Linked DNA regions of Zea mays: regions 2 and 3 are each linked to region 1. The links are chromatin contacts, called in public Hi-C maps. All regions are on one chromosome and are shown on one strand. The core of a region is the stretch at or near the end of the contact, and the rest is flanking DNA. Distances in the headings are between cores, read along the strand shown. Region 1 holds the start of LOC100280600 (IAA24 - auxin-responsive Aux/IAA family member). Region 2 holds the start of LOC100272246. Region 3 holds the start of LOC100280478 (xylanase inhibitor protein 1).

Region 1 (3,669 bases), core at 1,140-3,639:
TGCATTCTGCTTACCCTCTGGAGTCTGGAATCACTTCTGTTACGCTGGCAACATTCTCAGCTCTGATCTTGTCGCCACTGCACTCTATTCAGTTCCATAGGAACATGATCACCTCCACTGCTCCACACAATTCCATATGATATGTTCCTCGTTTCAGGTGGCGATGCAGTTAGCCACCGCCACATGTTCCTGACCGCAGCATTTCGCTGGATACTTCTTCCTCCCTGCCTGCACACCTTCTGGGGGCTGGGGGGGTTCCCAGAAGCTGTGCGCCAACCGTATCATCATGTCCTCTGAAATGCCGCCCTGCATATCCTGCCATGAAATGCTCGGCTCCTCGCAGACAGCGTGCGTGGCTTTCCGTGCGTTTGGATTCTTCCCCCCGGGGTTCCCTTTCACCTCTTGGTCCATGCCCGCTTTGTCCGGCAGCCGGCACTGGCAGAGTGGCAGGCATGGACGCTGCCTTATCTTCTTTACAGCTTCAACAATGGCCGGTGGCTGTTGTCTATTACTCCCTCAAATAAAGAAAGAAAAAAAAGAGAACGTAACCGTAGTAGGGCTTGGGCAAGTCGAATTTTGTTAGGTTTGGTAACTTTTATAGGAAACAAATATTAACATTTATATCCCTAGTTAGGTTTGTTATAGTTAACTTAATGATGTTTATTTAGCATTACAAAAAATATCAGTAACTTTTGAATAGATTGCTTAAACTTGTGATTATATGTCTTACTGCTGCTTAGTTATTTTCTTTTGCTATTTTGTGTGTGTGTGTTTTTTTACTAATATAAACAACCTTGTGCCTTAATTTCTTATCATGGCCTGTCTCCGAGAAATGTACTTGGGGAAAAATAATCATGTTTTTAAGCCCATTCCAGATCTGTTTCCGTCATGTTCATGTGTTGTGCCGTCCAGTTCTCCAGATCTGAGTTCTGAATTACCAGGCCAGAGTATAGGGTAGGATGAAGCTCTTGGACTCCAAAACTAGATGGGGTTGTTGGATAAGGCAGATGCTTGATTTGCCGCATGGGGGAAATGCTCATTTGGTTTACAAGCGTAGTATACATGAAGGGATCATGCAAAATCACAGTGACCGGAAAAATGTCTTTTTTTTCTCATACAGAGTTGAGCCTGTGGAGAGGAAAAATGACCAGCTTTAGTCAATTTCTCATTCCCTTTTCTTTTTTCTTTTTCATTTTTTACAGCCTTCGATCGCTCATACAAATGAAAACAAACTGCTAGCTAAGATCTTATATACACGCTTCATACATCTTTCTCCCTTTTGGGTTCAGAAAGAAACATGTCTTTGTACAACACTGGAGAGCTCAAGCCACACTGCTCCTCCCTCCTTCCTCGTCAAGTACGATCCGTGTGTGCTCTTGGATCCGCGTTCCCAGGTGGCGTGTCTGTAGCCTCTGTTTATGTATGGATCAGCGATCACCTGGCCTCAGAGGCAGAGCCCTTCATTATCCTGAGCTTCTTGCACGAAGAGATGAACATACTGCAAAGGGGGTGAAATTAAGAATCACAATTAATCAGGCTTCTGTTCACCAAACGTATCCTCAGATCCACAGAACGGAGCAGCATGCTTGCTGATCCGAACCCGACGGTGTACTTACTCCCAGGGCACGTCTCCGGCGAGCATGAGGTCGCCGTCCTTGTCTTCGTAGGCGATGGCGTGCTGGTGGTGGTCGCCGCCGCCCTCTGCCGCCGCGGAGAAGGAGTTGGTGAAGAGCGCGTCCAGAGCCTCCCTGAGCTCCCTGTACCCCTTGTACATCCGGAGGTCCACCTTCCTGAGGTACGGCGCGCCGTCCATGCTCACCTTCACGTACAGGCCTCCCTGCTGCTGCTGCTTCTGCTTCTGCTCGACCTTCTTGGCCGCCGCCGCCGCCTGGAAGGTGTTCTTCCTGTACGCCCTCACCGGCGGCCACCCGACCACTTGCGCCCTGACGAAGCGAAAAAGGCAGGTTAGCCCATGCACCCCTGTCTCTTGAATTGAATCTTGATGCAGGCGGTGCCTACGAAGGGAGCTGGGAGCGTGTACATGGGGGGTCTAGTTCTTACTTGGGAGGCGCGGCGGTGTCGTGGTCGTGGTCGAAGTCGAGGTCTCTGGCGGCCGGGCTGGTCCCCGAGGCCTCGCTCTTGGTGCCGTCGTCCAGAGCGCGCTTGGCCCCGACGGAGGGCGACGGCTTCTTCTGCCAGTCGTCGCTGCTGCTGCTGCTGGTCCCAGGCAGGCCGAGGCGGAGCTCGGTGGCGCTCAGGTTGTCGGCGTCGAGCTCCATGGATCGGAAGCGAAAGGAGAGCTTGTTTGGTAGCTGCTCTGCTCTTGACTCGAGAGAGGGAGGAGATGAGGATCGAGGAGAAACTTTGTGTGGGACTGGGATTGAAGAGGTGCCGGTGAGACTGAGACCCCGCGCTTTATAGGGTGGTTGACTGGTTGCGACGAGGCTTTCGCCACCGCCGCGGCGCTGGCGCGTTTTAAATGGTGGCGCGGAGGCGCGTGTCCCGCGGCGGGGGTGGCAGCGGGGCCAGGGGGGCAGGTGGGCCGGCGGCATGGCCCGATGCCGCTGCCTGGGCCCGGGCCGACAGGTGGGGCCTGGGAGGCTTGGACGCGGGGTCGTGGGGTGGAGATTCCTTGTCGGGCCTGGGACGGTTGGGGCCGGGAGGCGGCAGCCCACGTGGTGCGCGGTCGCGCGGGGCCCACCTGCCTGCGGGGCAAGGCGCCGTGTGATTGGGTTGGGTGGGCAACCGGCAGTGCACACGTGTCGGCGGTTGGACGCGCGGGCAGGGCTCCGCCCGTGTGCGCAACGTGTTCGTGTTCGTGGGAAGAAAAAAATAGACGCGGTTTTTTCAAATTGCTGTGGACGGAGACGGACTGGAGGTGAGACTTGAGAGGGAGATGCTGGGAGGTTTCCCCACACGCCGACATGATGAGGCTGGTTTGTGTTGAGAAACACTAATGAAGGGTTACATGGGCAAATACTGAATATAGCTCTGAGGGCTATCGCGTCTCTATATATAGAACTTGTACCCCTCATATGGAATAGAGAAGAGAAAGAGGTCAGAGGCCCAACCCTACATCATATCTATTGTGTTTCCTCTGTCGTGCTAATGGGAAGGGAGACTGGTACTCTACAGCTTCTTGCGCCTCTACTGCTGACGGGAGGAAAGGGAGTGGATCTGATGATCCGTGTTGACGTAGTTCTTAACACGTTATCAGCACGCTCTACCTTAATGTTGCTACGGATTCGATCGGCACCGACCCTCCATCACGCCGGCAGGTCCTCCGGTTTAGCCGAACTGTCCTACGCGACCGGCTCAGATTCATCTACGCAACCAAATTGAGTGGTATGATTTTGTTTGTTAGTAGAATGGATCTACCCGCCCCCGCTCGGTGTGGCTAGCGCCACCACTAGAGACCGCGCCAGCAGCGCCGTCCCTCACCCCCGCGTCGGCACGTAGTGCACTGCGTGCATGCCGGCCGCCGCCGCATGTGCCTGCCGCAAACGTTGAATTTGATATTGGTGTGCGAGAGCGTGTCGCGACCGTCGGGAACCACACGGCCGAACATAGCAGCACCGTGACTGCGTGTAACGACGACACGCGCAGGTCAACTCAATGTCACGCTGTAGGCTACCCATGGGCGAGCTTCGTCCCAGCCGACGTGTGCCA
Region 2 (4,088 bases), core at 298-2,797, 270 kb before region 1:
TGAACTGTCCAAAAGGTGGTGACTTGGAATACAATGCAACATCATGGTTATGCTGCAAGTAGCTCATGATGCTTAAACAGCACGCCATATGCCTCCACCACATCGTCCACCCGACAGCAAGATATGAAAACAACATTTCCCTTAGGCCCTGTTTGGTTCCACCTTAGCTAAACTTTAGCTAGCTAAAGTTTAATTGAAAGTATTATTAGCTAGCTAAAGTTTAGTTAGCAGTGAGGTGTTTGGTTTCCTAGATAATGAACTAGCTAATACAGACAAAAGGATATAGATACCTTTTTTAATATCGCGGGACTATGTCCAGGACAGGTGAAAATCATGGTATACGAGTCAATCACCCAGTATTAGCGGCCATTAGCTGGAGTTCAGAAGATGATGAGATAATAAAATATGAGCTCTAGCTAAAGTTTATCTATCATTGTCGAGACTGTTTGGTTTCAAGATAACTAAAGTTTAGCTGATAATGCTTATCTGAGTGAAACCAAACATGCCCTTAAACACGCCCATTTACATCCGCTAATCTAGTTCACACCCGAGAGAAGCACGGGGGAAAGCAAGTTCCTGATAACAGAAAACGGCACCTGAAATCTCGTGGGCCACTACAGGCACTACTGGCTACATCAACCGCAGATTGCGCAAGCGTCTGCAATGAGATTACGAAAGCGCGACCTAAATTGCAATTATTGTACATCCAAAGGGTGAGGTTCATTAGGTAAATTTACCCTCTCCGCAATACTGTGGGGATCGGTGGCCTGCCCCCGCCGCGCGCGCACCTTGGGCCGCGGGGCTGGCGGCTGCGGCGCCATGCCTCCCTCGCCCGGCTTCGGCTGCGCCTGGAACATCTGCGTGGAAACGGCAAAGAATCAGCAGCAGCATCGAAAATTCCCGAGGGGAGGAGAAAAAAAAGGAGGGGAGCATAGCATTCAGCTGCGACGCCAAATTGGTCCTGCGGCTGCTACCTGCGGAGGCGGTGGGCCGCGGAGGTGCGGCTGGTGCACGCCGCCGGCGCCAGCGAACACCGGCGGGAAGAGGCCGGCGAGCTGCACGGGATCACGGTCCTGCGAAAGGCACCCAGACACACTCAGCCAGGCACTTGTTGATTCACTCGCGAGCACGCCCGCTCCCGCTTGGACGACTAGTAACACAGCAGGAGCAAGGCAGGTGAAGGTGAAGGGGCCAGTCCCGCGGGGCTTGGGACTTGGGAGCTCACCGGCTTGGCCTCGGCGGCGGCGTCGAGGCTGAGGGCGAGGGGGAAGGGGTGGTCCCCGCCAACACCGGCGCCCGCGTGGCCCCCGGCAGCGCCGGCGGAGGCCGCGGAGGGGAAGGCGAAGAAGTGCTCGAGGAAGTCGTCCTCGGAGGCCCCGGACGGCGGTGGCTGCCCCGCCATGGCCGGCAACGTGGGGACGGGGGCGGGGGCGGACGGGGCCCCCACGCGTCAGGGGCCGAAGCTTCTGGCGGCTTGCGACAAGAGACGCCAGTCACCTCAGGTGAGAGACTGGGACTGGGAGCGGTTTGCCTGCTCTGCTGGGGAAGTGTGAAGCTGTAGGAGGAAGCGGAGGCTGCCGTCGGGCGTTTCTTTAGTAGAGGCAGGGGAAGGGGAAAGAGGCGAAGAGCTATGGGCCGTGAGTTATGTGGGCCATACACTCCTGAGATACAAACAGTACGGAACTGGGCCTCGCGGACCGCGTTCGGCTGCCGTAACGTCTGTCTGGGCTGGGGCAGTGGGACGGCCCGGTGACCGGCGATCCGACAAGATTTGCTAAAAGAAATTTATCAGGACGAGCCCAGAGCACACGAACAAGAGGCACAAGACAAGTTTTGCAGAACCAGTAAAAAATCATTACTTTTTTTCGTTTCCCTGTCCTTTTTCTCCCGTACGCGGTAGAGCCACCAGAAGTCGTACAAAGTCGTTCTCTTCCCAACAAACCACATACACAGAGAAATACACAAGACACATGTAGGATTGAGTATCTAACCTCTTTCTGTCTGCATTTTATTATAAGGGGTGTAGAGGTTCTTTATATACAGACTTTGTTTGGATACTCTAATATTAACCCCAATTCACGTGTATTGAGGTGAGGGTGTAAATTAGTTTCACCCAATCCACCTCAATACATGTGGATTGAGCTCAATACTAGAGTACCCAAACTATGTATCAGGGGTAAAACCGGTATTTGCCCATTGTCGGCGTTTCGACCCCGGGGGGTCCCTGGACCGACGAGTAAATTGTCGCTGCGTGCCCCAGCCCAGATGGGTCGGCGCGAGACGTAGCGCGAAGGGGGGAAAGCCAGAGGGAGACAGGCGTAAAAAGGGGAAACCTGCGGCCTTCGTGTTTGTCCCGCGCCCAGGTCGGGTGCGCTTGCAGTAGGGGGTTACAAGCGTCCGCATGGGAGGGAGCGAGAGGCTTACGCGCGCGCCGTCTCGTCCTCCCCGCGCGGCCAACCCTCTGTAAGAGGGCCCTGGACCTTCCTTTTATAGGCGTAAGGAGAGGGTCCAGGTGTACAATGGGAGATGTAGCAGTGTGCTAACGTGTCTAGCAGAGAGGAGCTAGTGCCCTAAGTACATGCCGTCGTGGCAGCCGGAGAGGTTTTGGCACCCTGTTCGTGTAATGTCGTGGCCGTCGGAGGAGCGCTGGAGCCTTGCGGAAGGACAGCTGTCGGGGCTGTCGAGTCCTTGCTGACGTCTCCTTGCTTCCGTAAGGGGGCTGAGAGCCACCGTCGTCATGGAGCACGCGGGGCGCCATCATTACTTGTTTTACCGGGGCAAGCCAGATAGGACGCTGGTCTTGTCCCCCGTAGCCAGAGCTAGCTAGGGGTAGGGTAATGATGGCCCCTCCTGTGGCGTGGTCGGTCCGAGCCCTGGGTTGGGCGAGGCGGAGGTGATAGTCGCCTAGAGGGGGGGGTGAATAGGGCGAAACTGAAATTTACAAATATAAACACAACTACAAGCCGGGTTAGCGTTAGAAATATAAACGAGTCCACGAGAGAGAGTGAAAAACAAATCGCAACCAAATGGAGAGTGTGACACGGGATTTGTTTTACCGAGGTTCGGTTCTCGCAAACCTACTCCCCGTTGAGGAGGCCACAAAGGCCGGGTCTCTTTCAACCCTTCCCTCTCTCAAACGATCCCACGGATCGAGTGAGCTTTCTCTTCTTAATCACTTGGAACACAAAGTTCCCACAAGGATCACCACAAGTTTGGTGTCTCTTGCCTCAATTACAAGTGAGTTTGATCGCAATGAAAGAATCAAGAAAGAAGAAAGCAATCCAAGCGCAAGAGCTCGAAAGAACACAAGCAAATCTCTCTCTAGTCACTAGAGCGTTGTGTGGAATTTGGAGAGGATTTGATCTCTTTGGTGTGTCTAGAATTGAATGCTAGAGCTCTTGTAAGTAGTTGGGAAGTGGAGAACTTGGATGCAATGAATGGTGGGGTGGTTGGGGTATTTATAGCCCCAACCACCAAAAATGACCGTTGGTGGAGGCTGTCTGTTCGATGGCGCACCGGACAGTCCGGTGCACACCGGACATGTCTGGTGCCCCAGCCACGTCACCAGTGCCGTTGGAATCTAACTGTTGGAGTTCTGACTTCTGGGCCCGCCTCGATGTCCGGTGGCGCACCGGACATGAACTGTTCAGTGTCCGGTGCGCCGGTATGGGCGCGCCTGCCTTCTGCGCGCGCTGCGCGCGCATTTAATGTGTTGCAGGTAGCCGTTGGCGCGAAGTAGCCGTTGCTCCAAGGATGCACCGGACAGTCCAGTGCACACCGGACATGTCCGGTGAATTATAGCGGAGCAGCCTTCGTAAAATCCCGAGGCTGGCGAGTTCCAGAGCCGCGTCCCGTTGGAGCACCGGACACTGTCCGGTGTACACCGGACAGTCCGGTGAATTATAGCGCGCCGACTCTGGATTTTCCCGAAGGTGACGAGTTGGAGTTGGATTCCTCTGGTGCACCGGACACTGTCTGGTGGTGCACCGGACACTGTCCGGTGGCACACCGGACAGTCCGGTGCGCCAGACCAGAGGAGCCTTCGGTAGCTCCTTTGCTCTTTTGTCGAACCCAACATTTTGTCTTTT
Region 3 (3,716 bases), core at 88-2,587, 390 kb before region 1:
CGCTGTCCTGTTGTTTTTGGCGTTTTATTGGCGTTGCCTCGGTGGAAGGAGGGGAATTGCCCGGTCACTGCTACCTCTGTACAACGGGGCTTATTACAGAAGCTCCAGTCGCACAAGAACAGACTGATCCCTCGAACCATGCGCACAATCACACCATTAGCGTGCACATATAGTTGTATCATGCTTATTCCAACACTGCATTCTTCGATTATGAGTCAAAACTCGGGTGTTGCTGTAAATATGAAACCCAGAAGGTTTGTCAATTGTATAAATATATGGCTGCTTGCTAAACTTCTTGGATTTATTTGTTTGTTTATTTATTAAGCTCTGATCCTCTGGGGTTTGTCTCCGTAGTGTCAAGCCCATTGAATGGCGTAGCTGCTGTAGTTGGTCTGCTTGTCGGCGTAGCGGTCCCAGATCATGATCCCGGCGTAGCTGGGCGCCTTCTGCACCACCGGGAGGACGCCGTAGTACAGGTTCTTGGGGTGCACGTACCCGACCGTCCGCTCCGACGCCGGCAGGCCGACGTAGAGCCCGGAGCCCGGGTACGCCGCGGCCCACTTGTCCCACTCCTGCTGCCAGTACGCGGCGCAGCGCGCGTCGCCGTAGAGCCTGACGTTGACGCGGGTAACGAGCCCCGTGGCGAGCAGCCGCAGCGCCGGCCCGTCCGGCGGGAACGCGCACCGCGGCGTCGCCGACAGCTGCACGGGCGTGCGGGCGCGGAACTGCCGGTTGTAGCTCCACAGGCGCGCGGCCAGCGCGTCGAGGTGGTCCGGCGGCGGGCGGCCGCCGCGGTCGAGGAAGAAGTCGAGGCCGTCGACGTACGCGTCGCCGAACGGGCGGCGCACGCCGGCGCGCGGCGCCGGCGCCGGGAAGTAGGCGTACCAGAGGTAGTCGGCGAGGTCCGCGGCGGCCTCGGCGCTCGGCAGGGAGTGCTGCCGGCCGCCGAGGGAGAGGAACACCATGATGCTCTTCGACTGGCAGTGCTTGATGTCGGCGCCGATGCCGGCGACGGGGTGGCCCGAGAGGTCCAGGCTCGGCGGGCTGTTGCCGGGGCCGGCCGAGACGTTGAGGAAGGAGATGACGACGATGGTGTACGTGCCCGTGTCGCAGGCCTCTCGGAGCGTGCCCTCGGCCTTGTTCCGGCCCCAGAAGACAGTCACCTGCCCGGTCTTCCCCGCGGCCGCGGCCGGGCCGGCGAGGAAGAGGGAGCCAGCGACGGCCACAAGGGCCGCCAGGGGCAGTAGAGTGGTTGCTGGTCTATTACTTGCGACCGCCATTGGTGTCTCGTTGGTTAATTGCTGCTACCACTACTCGTCACTACTCTTGCGTGTGCGTGTAGCAGCAGTCACCCATCACCCATTATATGCCTTTCATTTGGTGTTCGTCTTAGACTTGTCTTGTTTTGGATCGAATCGGGAAAGAGGAGGACAGCTCACCGAGCTAGAAGGACGTGGACGTGGTACATAGCATGGCGGCGAATCGACTATGCATGCTGTTGTGTTTGACCGACGCACGACGCAGTGTCTCGTGTCCGCCCCTTGCATTATTACCCACTGCTGCCTTTAAAATAATTGTTGCCTGGCCGATTTGAATTTGTCGTCTTTCTACATCAACCTTTAAAATAATAGAACGTGATAGGAACCTTCTCGTCCATATATTAAGCATGGCAACGGGTACATACCTATCGCGTAGTATCATTCCTGTTCGGCACCAAATTAAGGTGCGAACAGTCCGGCCCTGAGGCCGAACGGTCCGCGGTCCGCACGGTCCGCACCTGTGGGCCAGACAGTCCGCGCGTGCGCAGAGTAGTTTAGGGTTCCGAGTTTTGTGCTACGATTGTTAGCTAGATTCGCGGGATTCGCTCGGAAATTAGTTTGTAAAGGGTCCAGTCCCCCTCCTCTATAAATAAAGAGGTATACGGTCGATTTGAACAAGAAATCGAACCTTCAATCAATACAATTTACATTTTATCCTAGGAGTAGTTCTAGTCTAGTTTAGGTTTAGTCTTCCAATCCCCAAATCTTCCGCTTCTCTTCGACTCTACGTCGATTAGAGGAGTCTAGGTCGGTCTACCCGAGCCTAGACATCTCCTAGGATTTCTCCTCCCCGACGGGGTCCCTCCCGGGAGCGAGATCCAGGCGCCGCCGGCGATCTTCCGCCACCCCTGCGCACGTGCGGACCGTCCGGCCCTAGGGCGCAGACCGTCCGGCCGTCAAGCAGGAAACCCTAGCCTCTGCACCAGGTCACGGACCGTCCGGCCTCTGGCCGCGGACTGTCCGCGCCTGACCAGAGAGCACCGCCGCCTCGCGCCAGGCCGCGGACCGTCCGGCTCTGTGCCGCGGACCGTCCGCGCCTGACCAGAGAGCACCGCCGCTGGTTCTTTTGAGTGATTGGCGCCTCCAAAAAGGTGTCAACATACTTTTTGGCGACTCCGTTGGGGACAAACAGATATAGACGCATCAAATCGGCCCTCAATGGCCGGTTCAAGAGATAGCTCTGATATTTCCCCAAGCAACATCATAGAGCCGACTTGGGAGACCTTGCCGGCTGACGAACAGCTCTAATTCGAGGAGCACAAGGAGCAGATGATCCAGGAGGCAAAAGCAAAGTTCTTGGCCAACTTCAAAGTGGACAGGAACAACAAGGTCGTCCGACATCGGGCGACGGATCCGGCTTCGCTCCGACCCACACTAGAAATCCCCAATGTAAGTAATACAAACAAGCTACAATCTCTTAGAAATTATGTAGATGAACAGCGTGAACAAATGCAAAATATCATAGGGGGTATGCAAAACGATTATAGGAGACTAGTACGTGCATTTGATAAATCTAATATCGCAAATTTTACTTCGCACGAGGTTGAATTAGGGGGTAACACACGTAATACATCGGCTATAGGTTGTCACGACCAGTCACAACCCCTTTATGGGATGCCGATGGACACATACCCTGAGCAACCGCAAATCGGCAGCAAATCAGCCGATCTGCCCATGCATGGACCGTCCGGGCCAGCAACAGTCGGGCCTACTTTTAATGAGTTACCTAGATATGCGCCCGAGCCACCACATACGGCATAGAATCTAAACTACCCAGTTGGACCGTCCGCATACAACGACGGACGGTCCGCATATAATCACGGACGGTCCGGGCCAATGTCCGGACAGTCCGCGCATGATCTTTTTGAGGAGGATTGTTACTTGAATCCTCACCCGTCCCAGCAACACTTCCCATCGCACTATGCAATGCATCAGCCTATTAATTCGAGGTATAGAGCCCAGGAAAGCATTCCGGCCCCACCTAGAAGGCCGGAAAGGAACGATCAACCATATGAACCATATAGGGCAAGTGGTAATGGACCACGTAGCTCAAACCAATGGGGGGGAAGACAACATGCTAATATCTAGCCAACCCCACCTATGTTTGACCAGAGAGCCGGTGGTCTCGCACCGGCTGCCATTGATATAGTGAGGGAAGAAATAGCCGGGGCGTTCCGAGATAAGCTCGGAGTAAGCATGGTCCCTGGGGGGCAATCATATCGGAAACCTTATGACAGCTGATTTGACCACCACCCATACGCACAGGGAACCAGGATACCCGAATTCGCAAAATTTTCGGGTGATCAAGGAAAGAACACACGCGAACACATAGGCCAGTTTTTAGCACAATTAGGAGAGTTGGCCTACACAGAGGCATTTCGCGTACGTTTATTTTCA

The links. Hi-C and Micro-C count contacts between places; a contact is called where the count stands out from the background.
Region 2: a Hi-C map of tassel shows a contact between it and region 1, with 2.5 times the contacts expected there. The contact joins the promoter of LOC100272246 here to the promoter of LOC100280600 in region 1. A contact is called at or near these places in 4 of 25 Hi-C or Micro-C datasets (bundle sheath, ear, endosperm and 1 more).
Region 3: a contact with region 1 is called in a Hi-C map of tassel, with 5 times the contacts expected there. The contact joins the promoter of LOC100280478 here to the promoter of LOC100280600 in region 1. A contact is called at or near these places in 4 of 25 Hi-C or Micro-C datasets (bundle sheath, ear, endosperm and 1 more).

The regions. Positions count from the first base shown.
Region 1 is chr7:11,123,911-11,127,579 of Zm-B73-REFERENCE-NAM-5.0, forward strand. LOC100280600 (IAA24 - auxin-responsive Aux/IAA family member) reads right to left here and starts at 2,390. Exons shown (of 3, transcript NM_001153519.1): 1 at 2,062-2,390; 2 at 1,617-1,943; 3 at 1,090-1,498. The coding sequence starts at 2,279. The coding sequence ends at 1,435.
Region 2 is chr7:10,855,281-10,859,368 of Zm-B73-REFERENCE-NAM-5.0, forward strand. LOC100272246 reads right to left here and starts at 1,548. Exons shown (of 7, transcript NM_001146741.1): 1 at 1,226-1,548; 2 at 975-1,073; 3 at 738-857. The coding sequence starts at 1,402.
Region 3 is chr7:10,733,522-10,737,237 of Zm-B73-REFERENCE-NAM-5.0, forward strand. It overlaps LOC100280478 (xylanase inhibitor protein 1), which reads right to left and starts at 1,338. Exons shown (of 1, transcript NM_001153398.2): 1 at 181-1,338. The coding sequence starts at 1,280. The coding sequence ends at 357. It overlaps LOC100384250 (Guanylate-binding family protein), which reads left to right. Exons shown (of 17, transcript NM_001357883.1): 17 at 1-288. The coding sequence ends at 127.